Regions from separate parts of the Mus musculus genome. Here regions 1, 2 and 4 are each linked to region 3. A link is a contact called in public Hi-C, HiChIP or PLAC-seq and promoter capture Hi-C data. All regions are on one chromosome and are shown on one strand. Each heading gives the region's core, a stretch centred on a gene start, on an enhancer-like site or on the middle of the called end of the contact. The rest is flanking DNA. Distances are from core to core; before and after follow the strand shown.

Region 1 (5,309 bases), core at 846-3,345, 1.0 Mb after region 3:
TGATGACATGAGCTGATCCCTGGACTTGAGACATCCAAAAATTGTCCTTTGACTTCCACAGCTCTCCATGTAAGCCCCTTCCCCGCAGGCATTAGGTAATTTTTTAATGTTAAAGGGCATCAGGGTGTCTAGTCCGAAAGTTATATCAATTAATTGTTCGTATTTTTTTTCTATTGCTTCTGCACTTGACTAGCTTTTGAAAAACAAAACAAGCCGCGCGGTGGTGGCGCACGCCTTTAATCCCAGCACTTGGGAGGCAGAGGCAGGTGGATTTCTGAGTTCAAGGCCAGCCTGGTCTACAAAGTGAGTTCCAGGACAGGCAGGGCTACACAGAGAAACCCTGTCAAGAAAGGAAGGAAGGAAGGAAGGAAGGAAGGAAGGAAGGGAGGAAGGAAGGAAGGAAGGAAGGAAGGAAGGAAGGAAGGAAGGGAAAGAAAGAGACAAAACGAATGCAGCAGAGGGAAGAAAGAGAGAGAAAAAGGAAGAAAAAAAGAGAAAAACAAAACAAACAAAACGAATGCAGCAGAGGGAAAAAAGCGCCTGTTGCTGTATCGGCTGAAAAGCTGAAAGATGCGCCCAGAGCATGGCAGCCAGGCGGCTGGGGAGAAACAATAGTTTGAAGACAGAAGTTTTGCTTAAAGCCTGTTACCCTAAATTGTAAATCCCATTTTAAATTATCTACCCCTCTCTTGAGGCGTTTTCATCATTTTCCAAGTCCTTCGAATACTGGTAGTATCAGAGAACCTGTTGTCACACTTCAGGGGCCCACCAAAACAGACTACCGTGGAATTGCAACCCCTGCCATCAGTGGAAGACCTAGTTACAGAACTAAGGTCACAACACTGGGGGCGGAGGGAAGGGCATCTCTCAAATCCACGACTGAAGCAAACTGTATTTTGAGGTGTACCCGGGACTGTCTAGCGGGCCATCTCACTCTAAATCACTCCTGTGGTTCACAACCTTCAGTAATTCTAGTTCTAGGGTATCCGATGCCCTCTTTCTGGCCTCTGGCTGGCCCGGAACTCTCGTAGGCCAGGCTTCCCTAGAACTCACAGAGACCCGCCTGCCTCTACCTTCTGAGTTCTGAAATTAAAGGTGTGTGCCACTAATGCACTTCAAATTATTTGTTTGTTTTTTCAGGCAGGGTTTCTCTATGTAACCCTGGCTACCCTAGAATTTCTCTCTAGACCAGGCTGGCCTCAAACTGAGAGATTTTCCTGCCTCTGCCTCCTGAGTGATGGAGTTTTTTGTTTTTTAACGTGTACAGTGTCTTGCCTGAATTATATCTATGCATCACAAGTGTGCCTACTGGCCACAGGATGCCAGAAGAGGGCAGTCAGATCTCTTGGGATTAGAGTAAGTGTGCTTGTTCCTGTGGTGTCAGAACTAAACTCTGGTTCTCTGGGGTGTTTTTGGTTTTGGTTTAACGTGATTTATTTATTTTACCTGTCTGTTGTGGCACAAGGTTTTAAATCCAGAACTGGGGAGGCAGAGGCAGGCAGATCTCTGTGAGTTCGAGGCCAGTCTAGTTCCCAGAGCTAGTTTCCATAGCCGGGACTATACAAAAAAACCCTGTCTCAAAGAGTCAAAAACAATTTTTAAGTAATTAAAAGAAAAATATACATGTGTATATAGATAGATAGATGTAGATATAGATATAGTTTTACTTTATTTATGGCTGTTTGACCTGCACCATGTTGTGGGAGCCAGTAATTAAACCTAGATCCTCTAAAAGAGCAGCCTGTGTCTTTAACCGCTGAACCATCTCACCAATCCATCTTTTTTTTAAAATTTATTTATTTATATTTATTTTTTTCAAGACAATTTTTTTCTCTGTGTAGGACCCCCTATCTATCTAATCCATCCATCCATCCATCCATCCATCCATCCATCCATCCATCCATCCATCCATCCATCCATCCATCCATCCATCCATCCATCCATCCAATCTGTCATGACTGTCATGACGTGGCCTGCGGCCCCTTTAGTAAAATAAGAAAGGCGAACCATAGAGATGCATCTTAGTCCTCCAGGGCGCTTAGAAAGACCTTACGCAGGCGAGGCCTCTTCCCAGAGGCGGGGTTAATTACGCACTTCCGCTTCGGTTTGTTTTTCTGTCACCTGCCGAAATGAGAACTGAGAAGACCGGGTTCGCGTGTGTGCTGTGTCCGTAGTGGCCTTTTCTGGGCCTCGTTTTTGGAAGAGGGTAGCACTCCGCCTCGGTTTCAGAAAAGGTCCGTGAAGTCATTGGGCTTTGCTCTTCTAGAAAACAAGCTCGACCTGGACGGTCCAGAGGCTCCAATGGCTGCAGGCTCTGGGGTCGTCCCGCCACCTCTCGGTGCTGGGCTTTGTACGGTGAAGGTGGAGGAGGACTCTCCGGGGAATCAGGAGTCCTCCGGTTCCGGAGATTGGCAGAACCCCGAAACTTCTCGAAAACAATTCAGGCAGTTGCGCTACCAGGAAGTGGCCGGCCCTGAGGAGGCGCTGAGCCGACTTTGGGAGCTCTGTCGGAGGTGGCTGAGGCCCGAGCTGCTCTCCAAGGAGCAGATCATGGAGCTGTTGGTGCTGGAGCAATTCCTCACCATCCTGCCCCAGGAGCTCCAGGCCTACGTGCGGGACCACAGCCCTGAAAGTGGGGAGGAGGCTGCGGCCTTGGCGCGGACTCTGCAAAGAGCACTGGATCGGGCCTCTCCGCAGGTGAGACTCGAGTGGACTCTGCATGGCACCAGAGAGATGGCTTAGTGTTTAAGACCCTGAGCTGCTCTTCCAGAGAATGAACTCAGTTCCCAGGACCCCATATAGAGGGGGCTCACAACCATCTGTAGCTCTAGCTTCAAGTGATCTGATGCCATGTTCTAGGCATCTGCATTAACGTGCCCGCGTGCCCAGTCGTGATGATTCAGAGAATACAGCCTGGTTGTCTACACACACACACTTTGAATGAGAATGGCCCCTATATTTGAATATGTTAGGTCCATGAGAAGGCACCTTGGAAAAAATAAATACTCTTGATACTTATTACTGGTTTTGAGATACAGTTTGATTTTTTTTTTTCTTAAAGGTAGAGTCTCACTGTGTGTCCCTATCTGACTTGAACTCATTATATATTATACCAGACTGACCTTTAACTCACAGAGATCCACTTTTACTGTACCTCCAAAGTTCAGGGATTAAAGGTGTGGACCATCATTCCTAGCTTAATTGAAACAGAGCTCGCGTGTGCCTTTTAGAATACAATCTACAATCATTGTCAGTGTAAAAAGTCTAGTTTCTTTTTATTTTTGTTTCCTGTGTGTGACTATGTGTATGAGTGTATGCCACACGTGTAGGGGTGATCAAGGAGCACAGAACAAGGTAGTAGACCCCTGGAACTGGAATCACGTGCTGTTGTATGTTGCCTAATGTGGGTACTGGGCACGTAACACAGGTCAGTCTTCTAGAGAAACAGGAAGCACTCTTCTGATTCATCTCTCCTGCTCGTGAAAAGCTAATCTCAAAATATTCTTTAGATCCTCCCCACAAAATGCCATTTTATACTTTAGCTATGTTTTTCCATCTCAGCACGAGGGACATTTGGGTGAATGCTTAGTTGTTAGGGGCAGACATTCAAGCACTTCAGATTTTGGGATCTTGGGTTTCGAAAATGCTGGAGCACCGATTTCATTCCTGACTGAACTGTGAGATACTCTGAAATTGTGAACAGTACATACGGCTCACTGTGACTTAATGGGTCAGAAGTTGAGTCCATGCTCAGCTGAATTCATTGTTCCTGGGCTTGGGGTAAGGCAGAGCACCACTACAGAAGGGTCTGCCGGAGCACATATGTTCACTTCCTGGCTGTGAGGAAGCAGAGTGGGGATGCAGAAAGGTGTCAGGGCAAGCTAGAGCTCTCAGGACATTCCTCTGCATCTTCCACCTAGAATGTCTCTCCCTCGTCCCCAGTTGAATTAGGATCTTATGTAGCCCAGGCTGGCCTAGAACAGCCCACTATGTAGAGGGAAGAGTATGACCCTAGCATTTCTGACCCTCCTGCCTCTACTTACTGAACTCTAGGATTATAAGTATTTGCTGTCACATCTGGTTTATGTGGTCCTGGGGACTGAGCTCAGCTTTGTGCATGACAGACCAGTCAGTAGTCTTAAACTGAGCCACATTCCAGTTTTAATTGCCACTTTGGTAAGCCACAGTGATAGAACTCGAATATTTCACCCTTGCCTTCCCTAGACTGTCATAGATGATCCACAGAAAGTTTTTCAAGGTTATAGGAGGAACCAGGTAGCACATGCCTTTAATCCCAGCACTTGTGAGGCAGGGCTACACAGAGAAATCCTGTCTCAAAAAACAAACAAACAAACAAAAAAACAAAAAACACAAAACCTAACCAAAGACATTATATGTGGCCTTCTAGTGAGAATCTTGAGTCTGTATGGATGTGACACCTGGTGGCCTATAGCTTAGTCTGGAAATAGGAGGTGAGACCTTCGGGAGGCAAAAAGGATTCTGAGATAGTGCCAGGTGTGAGAGATTTCCCCGGGGAAGATTTGACAAGATGGACACATAGTACCTCAGCACAGGTAACCAACCTCTCGGCAGAATATACATTAGAAGAAATGGACTAATGTAAGTTATGATCTAGTCAGAGAAGAGCCTAGCTATATGGCCAAGGTATTTGTGAATGTATTTTGGGTCTGAATTTATTTCAGATTAAACTTCTACAGAGAATGGCAACTCTCCTCACTGCTGTGAGTAGAGCAAATTGAGGGAAAGGCTTGTTGAAGAAGAGCTACAGTCTGAGGTCAGGAAAGCGTGGCAGGGGGAGTGGCTGGCCACCTTGCTTCAAGGTTAGCAGTCAGGAGGTGGATGCTAGCGTTCCCTTGCTGCCTTCTTTCTGTTCATACAGTCCAGGGCTGACCTTCCCTCCACAGTCAAAGCTGTCTGGAAATGCTCGCACAGGTCAGTCTGGAAGCTTACTTTTGGGTGATTCTAAATCCAGCCAGGTTGGCACTGAAGATGGTCAGTAGCAGGTCCCTTGGTACCCAGTTGACACAGCATCTGTGGTTTGTTACTTGACTCTCTCACACTAACTCCTTCCACTCTAGAGTCCAGCTTCCCCTTAGACTAGTGGCAGTGTTTGCAATGACAGCAAGTGCTAAATGGAGATCTTATGCTATTATAGGGTTTTATGACCTTCAAGGATGTGGCTGAATCTCTGACCTGGGAAGAGTGGGAACAGCTGGCTGCAGCTCGGAAAGGTTTCTGTGAAGAGAGCACAAAGGACGCTGGGAGCACAGTTGTGCCTGGTAAGTGCT
Region 2 (5,486 bases), core at 2,659-5,158, 1.1 Mb after region 3:
GCTGGGTCTCTGTTCTCCCAGGAGCATGGCCCACACGGGGTCACTCCCTGCCAGTCGACCCAGGGCTGGGAGGGGCAAGGGAAGGAGTGTGGAACGGAGCTGTCATGCTGAGGAATGGACTGCTTCTCTGAAATTCCTAGAAGGGGCACTGAATGGTGCTTTGGGTCTCCAAAGCGACTTGGAGTTTTTATCCTGAGAATGCTCCAAAACATAAAAGACTAGGATTTTTGGCATGATGCTAAGTTTTTTTAGACAGGAATTTTTTTTAAGGTTTATTTATTTTATGTATGAGTACTCTATCTGCACATACACCCATGTGCCAGAAAAGAGCATGAGATCCCATTACAGATGGTTGTGAGCCACCAGGTGGTTGCTGGGACTTGAACTCAGGTCTTTTGGAAGAAGCTCTCAGCCGCTGAGCCATCTGACAGCCCCATAGACGTGAATTCTTAAACTGTGCCTGGTAGCACAGGCCGGTCAGTAACCCCTTGCACTCTACAGACTAAGGCAGGAGGGTCATGAATTTGAGGCCAGCTTCATATACAAGAGAAACGGAGGGGTTTTTGGTTTGTTTGTTTTCTTTTACACTGTTGGGGATGGTACCCCAAACCTTGTACATTCTAAGGAGGGGCTCTACCACTGAGCTACACCCCAGCCCCTCACTGGGGGATTCTAGGCAGGGGCTCTACCACTGAGCCACACCCCCAGCCCCTCACTGGGGGATTCTAGGCAGAGGCTCTACCACTGAGCCACACCCCCAGCCCTTGGGGATACTTCCTGACCATTGCTAAATGACTTCCACACTCCTGCTATCTGTATCAAGGAATGTTGTGTCGAGGAAAATGCCTGGTTGCATCACAGTGATGTATCAACAACTGGGAGAGGCCCTCTGTGTTCCTAATGGAACAAGTGGTCAGAAAAGCCAGACGCTTCTACCTCAGGACACCCTCGGCTGGGGAGGACCTACGCAGCTCCCTTCCTAAGCCTGCCAGCCAGAGCCTCAGGCCCCTTTGCTGCCAAGGACATTCTTCCAGTGCCTGGGTCCCAGAGTTCCTTCCAAGAGTGCTGGGTTAAAACTCTCCAGCAGGGTGCGCTGCTGAACATCGGAGACAGAGCGGGCTAAGGCTGTGGGATCAGGAGTTTGAAGCCAGCTTGGGCTTCATAGGGAGAACCTGTGATTGATAGAAATGGATGGACGGATGGATGGATGGATGGACGGACGGACGGACAGACAGACAGACAGACAGATTAGATAGGTAGGTAGGCAGGCAGATAGACAGGTAAGGGGCTGGTGAGATGGCTCACCGGGTAAAAGCGCTTGCAGCCAAGCCTGATGACCTGAGTTTGATCCCCAGGACCCAGGAGCGAAGGAACCAATTAAGGCTTCTAACTTGTCCTCTACCCTACCCCCCCCCACACACACACACATAAATAAATATCCTTCGCCCTGGCCCCTTGGCTTTTCTTGGCTGTGTTTCCTTGAATCACACACTCAGTCTGGCTGGATTTGAGACTTAAGCCAAGCCGGGAGTTGCCTGCAGCGAGAACCTTGGCTCCACAGGCAATCCAGGAAGTCCCCGCCTAGCTTGGGAGCTCAGCTAAGTACAGCCAGCAGCAGTTTTTTTTTTTCTTTTTTATGGTGCTAAGCCTTACTCAACTTCCTGTTGTGGGTAGGAGCCTGGGTGGTGTGAGCAACCCTCCAAACCCTCAGTTCCTCTTCTTCCCCCTCCTCTAAACTGTCCTTGAAGACTTACTGAATGAGGGAAAGTCAAATCCAGCAACAGATTAAATAAATTCTAAAATATCGTAAAACACCAGTTTAAAGAACCAAAACAAAAACTTCTCCAAAACACAGAAGACTCGGTGCTAGCAGGGCTGTGGGGAGACCCTCATCTGTTCCATGCCTTTGAAGGGCCGCGTGCTAACTTCTAATTCCAACAGCTTGTATGAGAGCAGACAGAATGTGGGGCTGGAGAGAAGGCTCTTTGCAGAGAACTCCAGTAGCCCTCAACCACCAAATAAATACTCTAGCTCCAGGGGACAGCATTTTCCACCACCCCAGGGCTCAAGTGTGTGGGCGCGCGCGCACCCAACCCATAAAAATACATCTTTAAAAAGAGAACAACACTGATGACCTTAGTAACTTGAAAAAGCAAACTTTTAAAGCCCTCTTTCTTAGGGTTGCCTTACTACAGAAAACCCTTTTTATATCAGTGGGTGACAGATTGGAAAAACCCACATACCACTGAGGAGGCTGGATCACTGGTAGAGCACTTGCCTAGTAAGTTCCAAGGCCCTGGGACCAAGACAGAACAAAATACTTTAATTCTAGTTGGGGTTATTTGTTATTTGAAAGATCCCGAAGTGTGCTCACCTTTAATCTCAGCACTGAGGAGACAGAGCTCTATGAGTTCAAGGCTAGCCTGGGGGGAGGGAAGGAGGAGGGAGGGAGGGGGAAAGAGAGAGAGAGAGAGAGAGAGAGAGAGAGAGAGAGAGAACCCGAGTCCAGGGGAAAGGAGGAGACCCTGCCTAAAAGAACAAAACAACCCAGAGTGAAAAAGAATCACCAGCGTACACCTTTAATCCCAGCACTCGGGAGGCAGAGGCAGGAGGATTTCTGAGTTCGAGGCCAGCCTGGTCTACAGAGTGAGTTCCAGGACAGCCAGAGCTATACAGAGAAACCCTGTCTCGAAAAACCAAAATAAATAAATAAATTTTCATTCACACAGACCTTTGCCTTGCACGCTTCATTGTGTGTCTTTGAGTGCCCATGGGTGTCGGGGTATTCGAACTCAGACCCTCAGGATTCCCCCTCCCCAACTCCACCCCTGTCAGTGCTTTTATTCAATGCTCCATCTCCCAGCCCCGCACATTCTCTTACAGTAGAAGCCCACGTGGTAAATCTATTCCTTTTTTATTGTCCACGTGAAGAAGTTGTTCCCTCCAAGTCGCCCCGCAGGGCTGCAGCTTCGGACCCCACCCCACCCTCCCACCTCATAAGGCCAGGTTCAAAGGAGTGCAGAAATAAGGTCTGCAGCAGCAGACAAGCAGGCACTCTGCCAAGTGTACTAGCCACATTTGGCAGCTAAGCCTCCAAATCTGGAAGGTCCCCATTTTCCAGGCAAGGCAAGTTGAGCTCTAGAGAGGCGAGGTGGCTCGACTGCGTCAGCAGCCACACCGCCCCAGGCTGGAGCTGCCTCGCGGGAACAAGCTTCATGGCCAGCACCTGGGCTGGCTCCCAGTTCAGGATTCCAGCCTATTTGCGGGCCCCACCGGGACCTGCCCTGTCCGGGGTGGCCTGGCTGGGTGCCCCTCGAGCCGCCAGGGTCCGCTCGCCCAAGCTGGGTGGAACCAGGAACCTGGACCCCTGCCGGGTATGGTCACTGGGGGATGAGGCGGGGCAGGGGTGCTAGCTCATTTCCCGGTCGCAACAACCCGGAAGGCTGCGGACCGAGGGGGAAGTGACTGAGCGTGGGGCCCTGCGCCCAAAGTAACGGGGCGACACGGGTCTCGGGGATCGAAAGCGGGGCCAGGAAAGCGGAGAGGGGGCGCGAGGCTGGGGCTGTGCCGTCTCGATGGCGTCGAGTGCGCGGGGAATCTCTGCGATTCTTCCCACCGCGCCCCGCATCCCCAGAACGCCGCCCCCCACTAGCTCCTTGCCAGCCCCACCCTCGCCGGGAGCCCCACCAGGCCCCCATGCACACGGCTCTCCACTCCTCTCTCATCCCCATCCCCCTCACCGTCGAACATCGCCTCGAGTCCCCTGACTTCTAGGTGGCCTCAGACACCACACACACCTCGCGACCACCCCGCGCCCCTCACCTCGGGTCTCCTCGGCCGCGGACTCTGGACAGTCGACGCGCCGAACCGGCTCTGAGACCCGCGCAGCGCCGCAGCCACTTCCTCGTGGGCGGGGGGCGGGGCCTTCGGGCACAGCCCCGCAGGGACCGGGGGCGGGACCCGGGCGGCTGTGGCCAGATCTCAGGGCCCGCCCACCCCTCGGGGTACTAAGCCGCCCGGACCTCAGTTAAGTCCAGCTCAGCCCAGAATTCGTTCGGAGATCGCACGCTGTTGCCCCTAACTACTTTCTGAATGGGGAAACTGAGGCTGGAAGAAGGGGGGGGGCGCTTAGAGGGCGGAAGCCCGAGATCGGGCAACCAAGAATTCAAAGGTTTTGAGGCCACACGCAGGCACCCCGCAACTTAATGACTCCTGCCCCGCCCCTCGCACTCTAGGTGCACCCCAGCCGTGGTTCCCCAGACTCTGTGTCCCAAAGATGGCAGAGTCGCTGGCGTCCAGGAAGAAGAGCACTGCCACTCCAGGTGACTTCTCGCTTCGGAAGTCCACACACTTCCCTCCAAGTTGCTGAGTAGCTTTGCAGTCAGGTGATGATGCTCCAGGGTCAAGGGTCTTCCAGGTTAGGTGCGTCTCAAGTTCCTTTTGCTGTGCCTCCCACCTTCTGAGAGCTCCTCTCTAGACTCCCAGCAATCTCCTGTATCACTAATTCTGGCTTAGAGGTGCCTGTGATAACCCACACCTGTCATCCCAGCACTGGGGAGATGGAGGAAGAGAGATGAGATTCGAGTTCACCCTTGGCTGTAGAGCTGGATGAAGGCCAGCCTGGGTTACATGAAACCCTGCCTCAAAAAAACCAAAGAAATGGGCCAGTAAGATGGCTCAGATGGCAAAGGTGCTTGCTGCCCAGCCTAAGGACCTGAATTGAACTCCCAGCACTGACTTCCACACACATGCCAGCCATAGTGAACTAGAGTGTGTAAACATACACACACACACACACACACACACACACACACACGCAGGGTAAGTAAATAAATTAATACTTTTTTTTTTTTTTTGAGCCAGGGTTTCTCTGTGTAGCCCTGATTGCCCTGGAATTAGCTCTGTAGGCCAGACTGCCCTTGAACTCAGAGATCCGCCTCTGTCTGTGTCTCCAAGTTCTGAGTTCTGGTATTAAAGCAGTGCATCATCATGCCTGGTGTAATAAAATACTCTAAGTTTGGAGCAGTTGCTGCAGTGAACACCCTGCCCATGTTCAGTGATTATGTATATGTGTGTGTGTGTATACACACACACACACACACATATACATATATAATGGTGTTGGGATTCAAACTCAGGGCCCTGCACACACAGCAGACGCTCAGTCACGGAGCTACATCCCCAGCCTTCACTTAAGTCTCCTTAAGTTTCTGGGGCTGGACTTGAAGTTACGTAGGCCTTGAGCTTGTGATTCTCCTGCCTCAGTTCCCCGTGCCACCAGACCCACCCAGCTCAGTAAGATTTAGCTCAGGTTTCCACGAGTCATCCTCCTGCCACAGACACAGAGGAGCCATGATCCTGCGCCCCCTGCTTTGCTGTTCCTGTAGGTTTGTATCTGTAGCCCTGTGGGTCAAGGGCATCCCTGGCTGGCAATCTGTCCGTGCTCGCTCAGCTCCATAAAAGCCCAGCAATGGCCCCAGGAGGCC
Region 3 (5,836 bases), core at 2,116-4,615:
TCTGAGTTCCAGGCCAGCTTCATCCTCAAAGGGAGTTCCAGGACAGTCAGGGCTACACAGAGAGACCCTGACTCGGGGCAGGGGAGGGGTTGCAGGTGGAGGGATAGAGAGTTGAGAAGAGTTCAATTTTTCAAAATTTCTTTAATCTCTAACATTTTCTCACCAATTTCCTATTGATCTTTAATAGCTCCTTTTAACTTCAATATAGTGAGCCTGTCAACTTGTGTTGACTACCAATTTTATCAATTCTTTTTTATGTAAGTTTTTGTTTTGTTTTGTTTTGTTTTAAGTCAAAACAGGCTGCCTATTCACTTTAAATTCTCTGGGGTTTTTAGTTTTGTGTGTGTGTATTCCCCCCCCCCCCAACCCCCATCCAATTTTGGATTAAATGTTTCAATGAAGAGATACATAAAGCCAAGTTATCTTTAGATTTCCCCATTTTCCAAATACATATAAGTTAAACTAACACAATTATCAAACATAAAACCAGCTGGAGTACCACATGGCAGCTTTTCTCTGAACATTTCCTCCTTCCATGAATTAGACACGGGAGGAGAAGCCGAAAGCAAATGAACAAACCAAATGTCCTGAAAGCAAACAAACCGAACCGGGCACAGGCAGAAACCAAAAGAAACAGATGACTTTAAACAAACAAAGAGCTCCCTAAGCAAACAGGGAGAATAATAAAGTAACCAAACTAAGAGGATCCTCACAACCAGTGCAAAATAAAGCAAACCAAGGTAGGTCTAAGTCCCAGAAACAACTCACCAGCATTCCGCTGAGGAATCAACACCAAACAGTTGGCACTAGAGGCCCAGCCTGGCAACAATCCAGTGACTCCTATTACGAAATTGGATCATCTTTGGGGCTCCACATTCAGCCACCAAAACCCCTTAATGCAAAAGCAGTTCTAGCCTCAGAAAGAATGAGTTTGTCCTGGAGCCAAATGTGAGCGGCCACGGCTTGGGAAGACAGATTTCAGTTATTCCAAATACCATGTTCCGTAGCAGTAACAGATTCATGACTTTCTTTTTCCCCTGAGACAGGGTTTCTCTGTGTAGCCCCGGCTGTTCTGGAACTCATTTTGTAGACCAGGTTGGCCTCCAACTTAGAAATCCGCCTGCCTCTGCCTCCCAAGTGCTGGGATTAAAGGCGTGCGCCACCACTGCCCAGCTCATGATGGTTTTATAGTAACAGAACAAAGAAAATAAAATTGAGATACTTTCAAGATACCTTGATGGATAAAGCCAAATCTGGTGGTACACGCCTTTAGTCTCAGCACTCAGGATGCAGAGGCAGACAGATCTCTGAGTTCAAGGCCAGTCTGGTCTATAAAGCTAAGGACACCCAGGCTACACAGGGCTACCCTATCTCGAAGGACAAAAGGAAGGAAGGGAAGGAGGGAGGGACGGAGGGAGGGAGGGAGGGAGGGTGGAGGTTGGTGTTAACAGGCAGGCAGATCTCGTAAAAGCAGGAAAGTATGTGCTACTGGCCACAGATGCTATCTGCTTAGATTATTTTGAGTTGGTGGAAGCTAAGGGACTTTCCATAAGGCCTAACCTGCTAGTCACAAGGACGTTAGGTTACACACAGACATGGGTGATAAGTGGTTATTGTGGGGGGACATGGCGAGAGATATCCCAGGGTTATTTGGCTTTGACTTGTAACACAATCATGGAACTTTTAACCAATCTGCCTTGTAGAGTGTTTAACATGTCCCTGGAGGGGAGGGGGGAACGTCTGTTCACAAGTCCCACTTCCAGTATTAAAAAGAAATGGAAGGGACTTCAAGGTAAGGTGAGAGATGAGAGGGCTGGCTTGATGTGTGCCTCTGAAAGACATAGTCAGAGTAAGAAAAAAAATAGACATCTCCCCATCTTAGTCAAAGTTTCTATTGTTGTAAAGAGACACCATGACCAAGGCAACTCTTGTAAAGGAAAGCATTTCATTGGGGCTGGCTTATAGTTGTAGAAGTTTAGTCCATTAGCATCATGGTGGGAAGCATAGCAGTGTGCAGGAGATAATGGTACTAGAGAAGGAGCTGAGAGCTCTACATCTTAATCCATACACAGACAGCAAGGAGGAGACTGAATATGTTTCACACTGGCTGTAGCTTGAGCATCTAAAACCTCAAAGCCTTGCCTCCACAGTGACACACTTCCTCTAACAAAGCCACACCTCCTAATAGTGCCACTCACTATGGCCAAGCATTCAAACACATGGATCTACGGGGACCATTCCTATTCAAACCACCACAATCCCAAATAGAGCTATACAAAGAAAGCTTTAGAGAATCATGAAGCAATTGGATACTAGAAAAAAAACAAAGTCAGGCTACACAGAGACATACACCCACCACTGTCTCCATCACATAGCTCCCTGATGAAGTTGGGGAAAGGAACTCCAACAATAACCTTACTTCCAGAAGGAAACTCAAAGGAAAGTCTTATCCTCAGAACAACAACATAAAAGGACATATAGACAGTTTGGATCAATATTCAAAGGGAGAGAAAATAATCACCAAGCAGGACACCCTAAATAAGACCCAACCCACTTTAAAGCCATTGGTCTCCCCAATTGGGGTCACTTTTCTACAGGAGAAATCTGTAACACTCTCCTATGTTTTAAATATTAAACAGATGGGGAGAGAGGAGGGGAATCCTCCTGATAGACAGTATCACCTTTTACTCTAGTAGTTTCATTGATGCTAAGGCTTGCTACATCATGGTAACAAAGCACCCAGCAAACATGGTAGCACATCCCTAAGAAGGGCAAGAAGCTCACCAGCTAAAGGCCTGCCTGGGCTATATGAGCCCCCGTCTCAAAACAAAACAAAGTCACTCAATAATGAAAGAAGGGAGGAAAGAGTTATGAATCACAGCAGTATGCGCGTATTAAACTGATTAAGCCATTTGGCTGATGGGGGTGTCAGGAAAGGGCCCTACCAGGACCACAAGAAATGGTTGGGTAAATCTGGTGTCATATAATGAAAAAAGAAATTAGACAAGGGATAGCGGGAGAGAAAGAACGTGAATGGTTAATATTGGGAGCTTCGAAGTGCTTTCTCATCACAAGCACTTGATATTTAGTTTCCTCATCCCAGTGAACTACACTAAGGGAAAATTTCAAACTGGGTAGTTAACCCGGGTAGTAATGAGCAACGAACAGCTTGACAGATGCGTTTTTCTCCAGACTTCGTCAAAGGACACTGAAATACGAGAAGAGGAGCTGGCATTTCCAAAGGGTGGAAAGGCGCCTCCGCCTTCGGTCCTGAAGCCGCCACGGGCTCTGAGTGCCTTGACCCGAGCCCGCGACAGCCGGACCTGCGCACAGCAGATGCGGAACTCGGGCGCCGCGGCTCGGCTTCCGGGGAGCGCCGTTTCCAGACGCACCGGCAGGGTCGCTGCAGACGGTGGCCAGTCTTAGTTCTCCGAGGCGGTGCGAGAAGGCCGGAGATCGGACGCTCCTCTCTTAGCTTTCTCTCCGCCAGGTCGACTCCGAGCAGCAACACAGACTCTGAGCTTCGCGCCTCAGGGGAAGATTAGAGGGCGTAGCGGCCTTCGAAGGCTCGGCCAAGAACCTTCCGCCCCCTCGCCGCCTCGGTGAGAACAACCGCGGGTCATCGCGCTGGAGGTGGGGTCGGGGGGAGGGGGCGTTGGGTACACGGGGCGGGGGAAGGGTCATTTGGTGAGTCTCACTACTACTTCCGGGAGACGCCTCGGAGAGGAGGACGTGCTAGGGGGCGGGGTTCCGAGGGGAGAGACACTTACCTCTTATCCGATTGGCTTATTGCTTGCTGGTTGAGCTTTGCTAGTTGCTGATTGGCCGGCCCCAAAGCCAAATCCAGGTCGCAGGGGAAGCGTTACTTGAGGCTAGATTGAGGTGAGATTGGTCGGGTTCCTGAGTCCAGTTCGTTTACTGGAGTAGGGACTTCATCTTAACCCTAGTCGGGGGCCTCGATTAACAGGATAAGGAAAAGAACCAGTAGCGGGATGGTGGGGGCGGTTGACAACGAAGTGAAGGCTTAGAACTAAACTAACTTCCTCACCTAACCCTAGCTACACCCAGATGGGAACGTGATACGGTACGAAGGCCTTTGAGAAAGGAGGAGGCGCAATCCTCGGAGCGGTGACAGTGTAGGAGGAGAGACCTTCTGGGAGGTTTTTTTTTTTTTTTTGTTATCTAATTGTATGAGTCTCTAATTACCTAGATGATGGTATAACAGAACCTTCTGGAGAATTTAGCTCTGGCTTTGCAGAGGAGTCGGGAGACTACTGGGTGTTCCGGGACTTCAAAGAGGCAGTTTGCTGAATAATACAACTTTTGTTTTTATTCAGATGAGCAGCTCTCAAAAGAGGCACAAACATCAGAAGCATGGATACAGTCTCATCTGTTAGAAGAATGTTCAAAGGAAAATAAGGTATTCATTTTGCCTTACTTATGCTTAGTTAATCCAAGAATATTGCCTTGGAGGAGAAGATCTCTGGTTTTTTAATATTTTAAAGAACTTGACTTTTTTTGTCATTAGATTTCCACTTATTAAACATCTGTTTCAAAAATCAAGTTTCTAAGCTGGGCGTGGTGGTGCACGCCTTTAATCCCAGCACTTGGGAGGCAGAAGCAGGCGGATTTCTGAGTTCGAGGCCAGCCTGGTCTACAGAGTGTGTTCCAGGACAGCCAGGGATATACAGAGAAACCCTGTCTCGAAACACCCCCCCCACCCAAAAAAAAAAAACCAAGTTTCTGCTGTGACCACCAAAAATGCACTTTGCTAATAGTTACTGATTGCAGTGCAAATGGAAATCCTTTACTTTTTGATATTATTAATTAAATTAACATCTGAGTGAATCTTGCTCCCCCCAAGGGGTCTCATATGTGTGTGTGTGTGTGTGTGTGTGTGCGCGCACACACACACACATTCTTGAATGTTCTAGAATTCACTCTGTAGACCAGGCTGCTCTGGAGCACACAGAGATTAGTCTGCCTCTCTCCTGAGTGCTAGGAATGAAGACATGTGTTACTACACCTAGTTTAGTGGTTGGTTTTGTGTGTTAACTTGACACAAGCCAGAGTCATCACAGAGAAAAGAGCCTCAGTTGAGGAAATGCCTCCATGAGATCCAGCTGTAAGGCATTTTCTCAGTTAGTGGCCCAGCCACTATCTGTAAGTGGTGCTTCCCTGGGCAGGTAGCCTTGAGTTCTATAAGAAAACAGGCAGAGCAAGCCAGTAATCAGCACCCCTCCATGGCCTCTGTATCAGCTCCTCCCTCCAAGTTCTTGCCCTGTTTGAGTTCCTGTCCTGACTTCTTCCAGTGATGGGAGTGTAAATAAACCCTTTCCTCCCCAACTTGGTTTTTGGTTGTGGTGTTTCATCGGAGGAATAGAAACCCTAAGACAACTAACTAGCATTGCATTTTAAAATTAGGAGGGTTGTTTGTTTTTGTTTGTTTGCATTTTTTATTTGGTTTTTGGTTTTGCAGACAAGGTTTCACTGTAGACCAGACTGGTCTTGGACTCAGGATTCTCCTGCGTCTGCTTCCTGAATGCTGGAATTAAAGGTGTGCGCTACCACCCGCCTGCCTAGTTTATTTATTTATTTTATTTTATTCATTTATTTATTTATTTTTGGCTTTTCAGGACAGGGTTTCTCTGTGTATCCCTGGCTGTCCTGGAACTCACTCTGTAGACTAGGCTGGCCTCGAACTCAGAAATCTGCCTCTCAAGTACTGGGATTAAAGACGTGTGCCACCTCCGCCTGGCTTTATTTATTTATTTATTTTAAATGCATCCACTAGTCAAATGCATGTGTCAAGTCTTACAATAAAGAACTCAACATA
Region 4 (5,726 bases), core at 2,185-4,684, 1.1 Mb before region 3:
GGGTCACCCACTCCCCAGCTGCAGGAGCCCCAGATGTGGGGCAGAGGCCAGGTCCTGTCACAGTAGCTGGAACAGACAGTGAAACCTTTGAGCAGGGTTTAAGGAGTGCCACATCTGCCTGGTGAAGGAGCCTGCCCCTTCCTGTAGCCTCTAATCCTGTTCTGTCCAGTGTGTCCTGTGTTCCTGCCCCATCTCCTCATCCCCCCACCCCAGTCAAAGCCCCTACCCAAGCCACCAGCCTGGATGCTGAAAAGAGACCCTCTTCAAAGAATGTATAATGGCCTCTACACTGTCAGCAACAAAGGGAACCAGGTTGGCTGCCTCTGCAGTCTTCCTTTGGCTTCCTTTACCTGGATCATTTTTTCCCTTCCTACTCTCTCCTGCCCTGGCGGCTCAAGGTTTGTCAACATGGAGGACTGGTGACAGGATAGTGTGTGGAAAGAAGCCACCTACAGTGGAGTTGGGGACAGTCAGAGTGGTCCTTGATAGTCTCAGTTCAGACAAAAACAACCCAACCACAACAACAAACCCTTAAGCATACTGCTAAGCACTTCAGCTCAAGAGTAAGGGGTGTCTGGAGAGAGGACTTTGATGATGCATCTTGCACTATGTTATGCTAAAGGTGTGGACCAGCCCCTTGGCTAGAGGACATGCATGCCTCAGCCCAGTGGGGATTTCCAGAGGATGGGCAAGGACCTGCTAGAACTGTCCCAATGGAAGGACACCCAGGACATCCTTATACAGAACTCAGGACTGTTCTAACAACCCTGTCCCTTGAGGGGAGCCAGCTGGGCCCTTTCTTGCCTGAGAGGAGAATCCATCCACGGGGGTGGGGGTGGGGGTGGGGGTGGGGGTGGGGGTGGGGGGTGTTGAAGATCGAGTCAGAGACCACCACTCCTTGGCTCCTTTCTTCTCTCCAAACAGCCAGGCTCTGCTACTGCAGTCCTGTCCAGGCTGCTGCTGGGGCGCCCAGGTTTTGCAAGTCAGGGATACCAGTTCCTGTCAGTATCATTTCCTATCCTGGGTTCAAGCACCCCAATTAATTAAAACTCTCTGTTGTTTGGTCAGCTCGGAGGACCTGGCTTGACCTGGGGTGAGTACAGTAGCTCTGTCGGTCTCCCAAGCGGTTGGGTGCCCAAGCTGGAGTCCTTTCTGGAGTCCTTTCTCCGTGGCAGAGCACAGAGACACAGCTGGAAAACAGGGACAATTAGCCAGCGGCTGGCAGCTCCGGGGGTCATAAAAACTCAGGAAGTGGCTACCACAGGGCTGAGGGAATGGCTGTCCCTAATAAAGTGATTGTTTCAAAGCAATGCCAGAATGCCGGCATTCGGAAGACACAGGCTGGGCCTGGACCTGGGCCTCAGCTCCAGAGCTTAAGCCTGGGAAGGGATGTGAAGGGTGGAAGGAGGGATTGAGTCAGGAAGGGGAGGGAGATAGTCCTAAGATCAAAAGTCTGCAATGCCTACCACTTAACCTTCCACATTCTGGCCACCCCCTGGGGACTTGAACACCCTTCCTGGTCCTTCCTTCTGGAATGAGGTTTGGTTCCTCCAACCTCTCACCCACCCTCAGGTTTATTTCTTGGAAAGTAAGATGACACCCTTGCTGTTCCTGCAAGGTACCTGGGAGGGCTTTAAAGAGGAGCAACAAGGGTCCTTGGCTTCTTGAGGGACAGCTCTTGAAGATCAAGCCACCCCCCCACCCCCACCCCGGTTTTAACCCTTCTTACAAAACACAGACTGTCAGGAGGATGTGCAAGTTTCCATAGCTGTAAGAAATGCAAGAGGTGGGAATTGAGGGGATAAAGGAGCCTGGACAAGTGCCCCCAAGAAGGACACACGAATGGACACACAAGTGCAGGGCTCCAGGCAGGAGAGAGCATTGTCAGCATCCTTGGGTTGCAGACACCATCAGCTACAGCAAAGCGCGACTGTCCAGCGAGGACCTGGGTAGTTTGGAACGTCATGTCTGAAGTGGCAGCCCCAATCTCATCAAGCTGCCTTTGCAGACAGACCAAAGTCTCAAGAGAAAAGGGCCAAGGTTGGCTTTCTCCCACACCCAAAGGTTCTCCTGTAGGGTTCCAACCTCAGCCTTGGCTCAGAAAAGTATTTTCTTCCGTAGCAGTAATGAATAGCGACAACGGTGGATTCATTCCGTGGGATGAAAAGCAAATTTCTGCAGAGAGAGCTTTCACTTTATAAAGGACAGAGTGCTGTTTTAAACTAATTTAATGCTTTAATATTTATTTTATTATTATTTATGGGTATGGCTGTTTTTGACTGCATGTATGCCTCTGTATCACTCACGTATGGTGGCTGGACACCAAAAGAGGGTGTCATATCTACTTGGGCTGGAGTTCTGGAGTTTTGAGCCCACCAAATGGGTACTGGGAATTGAACATGGGTCCTCCGCAAGAGCAGGCAGTGTTCTGGCTGAGCTATCTCTCCTCAGAAGAAAGTGTTTTAAGCATGACATAAGACAAGAATAACTAGATAGGTGTCAGCACAAATACTTCCCTTGATTAAAACAAAACAAAACAAACAAACTCTTAAATACACTCAGGAAAAACACAAGTGTAATTGTGGAAGTTTCAAACCGAATACGTCGTGTAATTAGCATTTTGCTTAAGGGAGAGAAATATATCAGGATCCCAGCCATCCACTAATTACTGCCTTCCATATCGTGGGTCCAGTTGTTGGCTTTGAAGAGGGTTTCGATTGTTTAATGTAATAGTTTTTAAAAATGAATTGCTTTCCTTGAACTTAAATCTTAACTGTAAGACAAATCCTGGGGTGGGGGGCGCAACCTGGAGGTAGAATCGTCTTTTCTCTTTTGTAGAGGCCGAGTGGTTTCCTTTGACAAGGAAATAAATGTATTGCTGAGGGTTGTCCGACCGTCCGTCCGTCAGTCTCCTCCTGGTTCTCAGAGCGGGAAGGAATAGCCTTCACCGCAGCTCTACAAGCCACCTACCTCCTGGGTTGGTCAGAAAGCTCTTCAAAGCAATGACTTCCCTCCCCCCCCCCCCCTTTCTTGACCACCTTCTGCCTGAGAATGTACGAAAGGCTGCGCCCGCCCGTTTCCAAACCCAGCTTCCCACCAAGCCTGCCTTTCTGGACTTCCCAAGGCGTTTGCAAGTCTCTTCATTTCAGTCTTTGAACCTGTGATTGGAGGTTAAAGTGCACCCAGGTTGGAAGGAGGAAGCTCGTAGCTAGCAAGAAGGGCCTGAATATTCAGCTGTGATCTGGTCGCTGCCCTCTCAGGAGCGCCCCCCTCCCCAACTTTTAAAATGCAAATCGTGTTTCTGGGGGTGGTGGTGGTGGGGACTGTGTGCGTAGCGCGCTGCGCCTCGACGTCTCCAGCCATTGGTGTCTGTGTCATTACTAATAGAGTCTTGTAAACACTCGTTAATCACGTAAGGCCGCTGGCCTGGGACTCCGCGAGCCAACCTGCGGCGGGTCATCCCCGCCTCTACAGCTTACTGGCAAGGAGGTGGGAGGAAAGAAGGAAGAGAGGGGAGGAGGCAGGACGGAGGGAGGGACTGCCCGGGAGGCAGAAGCTCTGCAAGGAGCCGACGGAGCACCGTGGGCTGAGGTGCAGCCAGCTACCTTTATCTCTAGCCCCCTGCGCCTCGCGCCTCTGGCAGCCTTCAACGTTTGTCCCCAGACAGCATGGTGAGGTCTGCTCTGGGTCCCTCGCCACCATGTACGTGAGCTACCTTCTGGACAAGGACGTGAGCATGTATCCTAGCTCCGTGCGCCACTCCGGCGGCCTGAACCTGGCTCCGCAGAACTTTGTCAGTCCTCCGCAGTACCCGGACTACGGTGGTTACCACGTGGCGGCCGCGGCGGCTGCTACGGCGAACTTGGACAGCGCTCAGTCCCCAGGGCCATCCTGGCCCACCGCGTACGGCGCCCCTCTCCGCGAGGACTGGAATGGCTACGCACCCGGGGGCGCTGCGGCAGCCAACGCGGTAGCCCACGGTCTCAATGGTGGCTCCCCGGCCGCCGCTATGGGCTACAGCAGCCCCGCCGAATACCACGCGCACCATCACCCGCATCATCACCCGCACCATCCGGCCGCCTCGCCGTCCTGCGCCTCCGGCTTGCTGCAGACGCTCAACCTCGGCCCCCCGGGGCCCGCAGCCACCGCCGCCGCCGAACAGCTGTCCCCCAGCGGCCAGCGGCGAAACCTGTGCGAGTGGATGCGGAAGCCCGCGCAGCAGTCCCTAGGAAGCCAAGGTAAGCGGTGCCGGGGCGCGCCCCAGGTCCCGCGTGCGTTGGGGCTGTCGCGGGCTGTCTGCCAGCTCCTAGCCAGGACAGGAGAAGGGGCAAAGGGGGAAATACAGGTGGATTCATCCCAGGAGTGTATATTTGTGTCTCGCTCCCCCAGGTTTGTTTAGGGCAGTACCCCATTGGCAACCTCGGGACGCCTTCGGAAGCTCCCGGTAGTGTCCTAAGCACTGTCGCCCGCCGCGAGCTGAATCGTGCCCTTGAGTTGGCTGCCTCCCGCATTCCTTACACCGTTCCTGGCCGAGAGGGTCGGGCCGCTTGGATTCTCTTTGCCGTGCCTACTCAACTTAGCTACCTGCTTTTCTTCTTCCATCTGAGGTACCCCCCCGAAAGGGCCAGGGAGTGTGGAGGCTGCGCCAGGATCAGTTTGGCCATTAGGGTCTACTGAAGGGGTCGGTGCTGCTGCGAGCACAGACGCCGCGGTGCGCCCCTGGAGAGAAGGCGGAGCCCCCCAGAAGCCTCGGAGGAAGTGGGGGAACTCCAGGGTCCCTGACTCTTCCCTCTCTCTGCCAAGCAAAGTCTCTCATAGAAATCCTCTCTTAGCATCACAGCGGACTCGGCTTCTTAAGAAGGTTTCTTCCTGACCCTTCCCTTCTAGAATCTCGTGTGTCTGAGAGTGTTGTGTGTTGGATTCGGGAGATTTTTCACGAAAGACCCGAGATTGCCGGTCTGTGGGACTCACAAGCTCTGTTTGCCCTTTCTGATGTCCGGATGTGTATAGGAGTGGGAAGGAAGTGAGCAAAGTGTGACAGGGAGTGGTACTAAGAGTCCCCCCTTTTTTGTTGTTCCGTGAAGCCTTCTCCAGCTCTTTGAGCTTCCGCTTCTCTGGATTTGCTCCTTGTTGGCACAGCCAGGCCACATGCCCGGGTTATGGCCACTTTGAGGAGGTTTATAGCCAATTACAGCCGTATAAATCAGAGCGGCACTTGGGGGCCTGTCGCTGGACACTTCTGCGTCACTGCGCACACCCCGTCAACATCTTGGTGGGCAATGCTGCCGGAGTGAAGTCTCCAGATTAGCCTCCAGTGGGCTTTGACATTGTCATTTCCAGGAGGACTTACTCCTAAACCGGTTCTCCGCATAAACCCTACTTTCCCAAGCCTGCCTGAAAGGTAGTGAGCGGAGGATCGCCGGTAGGGGTCTTAGCCCTCCGAAAGAACTTTTGCGTTCAGGGGGTGGGTGGTCCGAGACTAGGGTCCTGGGAGGGGGAGGAGAACCTCAGGAGCCCAGGCCGCGGGGTCAGCAGATGAGAGGTCGCTGTGAAGTCCCGCGCCGAGGTGGCAAGACCGCTGTCGGCGCCGGGCGCCCTTGTGATGTTAATGTAGGGAAGCTGTGGCCCGCAGTGCCGGAGCCCGACTCTTCTGCAGAGCGTCATCTGTCAAGGGGCAGAGGCGTGTACGCCGCCCGGCCGGCTTTGATGTACACCTTTCAGCCCTG

What was found. Promoter capture Hi-C pulls out the DNA fragments that hold promoters and counts their contacts. A called contact is a pair of places that touch in the nucleus more often than the background predicts. HiChIP or PLAC-seq counts read pairs in DNA pulled down with a chosen protein or histone mark.
Region 1: a Hi-C map of B cells shows a contact between it and region 3, with 11 read pairs. The contact joins the promoter of Zkscan14 here to the promoter of Rnf6 in region 3. A contact is called at or near these places in 12 of 39 promoter capture datasets (the HPC-7 cell line, cranial neural crest, embryonic stem cells and 7 more), 2 of 484 Hi-C or Micro-C datasets (B cells and embryonic stem cells), 11 of 115 datasets of contacts at active chromatin or transcription factors (the 230-238 cell line, acute myeloid leukemia, astrocytes and 5 more) and 3 of 9 other capture datasets (adipose tissue, liver and macrophages).
Region 2: a contact with region 3 is called in a promoter capture Hi-C map of pre-B cells. The contact joins the promoter of Arpc1b here to the promoter of Rnf6 in region 3. A contact is called at or near these places in 2 of 39 promoter capture datasets (embryonic stem cells and pre-B cells), 2 of 484 Hi-C or Micro-C datasets (B cells and embryonic stem cells) and 1 of 9 other capture datasets (liver).
Region 4: a contact with region 3 is called in an H3K4me3 HiChIP or PLAC-seq map of embryonic midbrain, with 5 times the contacts expected there. The contact joins the promoter of Cdx2 here to the promoter of Rnf6 in region 3. A contact is called at or near these places in 2 of 39 promoter capture datasets (hippocampal neurons and pre-B cells) and 2 of 115 datasets of contacts at active chromatin or transcription factors (embryonic midbrain and pancreatic cancer cells).

The regions. Positions count from the first base shown.
Region 1 is chr5:145,198,668-145,203,976 of GRCm38.p6, reverse strand. It overlaps Zkscan14 (zinc finger with KRAB and SCAN domains 14), which reads left to right and starts at 2,095. Exons shown (of 3, transcript NM_023322.2): 1 at 2,095-2,697; 2 at 5,177-5,300. The coding sequence starts at 2,302.
Region 2 is chr5:145,112,678-145,118,163 of GRCm38.p6, reverse strand. Arpc1b (actin related protein 2/3 complex, subunit 1B) reads right to left here and starts at 3,908. Exons shown (of 10, transcript NM_023142.2): 1 at 3,823-3,908.
Region 3 is chr5:146,218,986-146,224,821 of GRCm38.p6, reverse strand. It overlaps Rnf6 (ring finger protein (C3H2C3 type) 6), which reads left to right and starts at 3,365. Exons shown (of 5, transcript NM_028774.3): 1 at 3,365-3,602; 2 at 4,338-4,420. It overlaps Gm38745 (a long non-coding RNA gene), which reads right to left and starts at 1,105. Exons shown (of 2, transcript XR_868694.1): 1 at 769-1,105.
Region 4 is chr5:147,304,957-147,310,682 of GRCm38.p6, reverse strand. Cdx2 (caudal type homeobox 2) reads left to right here and starts at 3,434. Exons shown (of 3, transcript NM_007673.3): 1 at 3,434-4,238. The coding sequence starts at 3,701.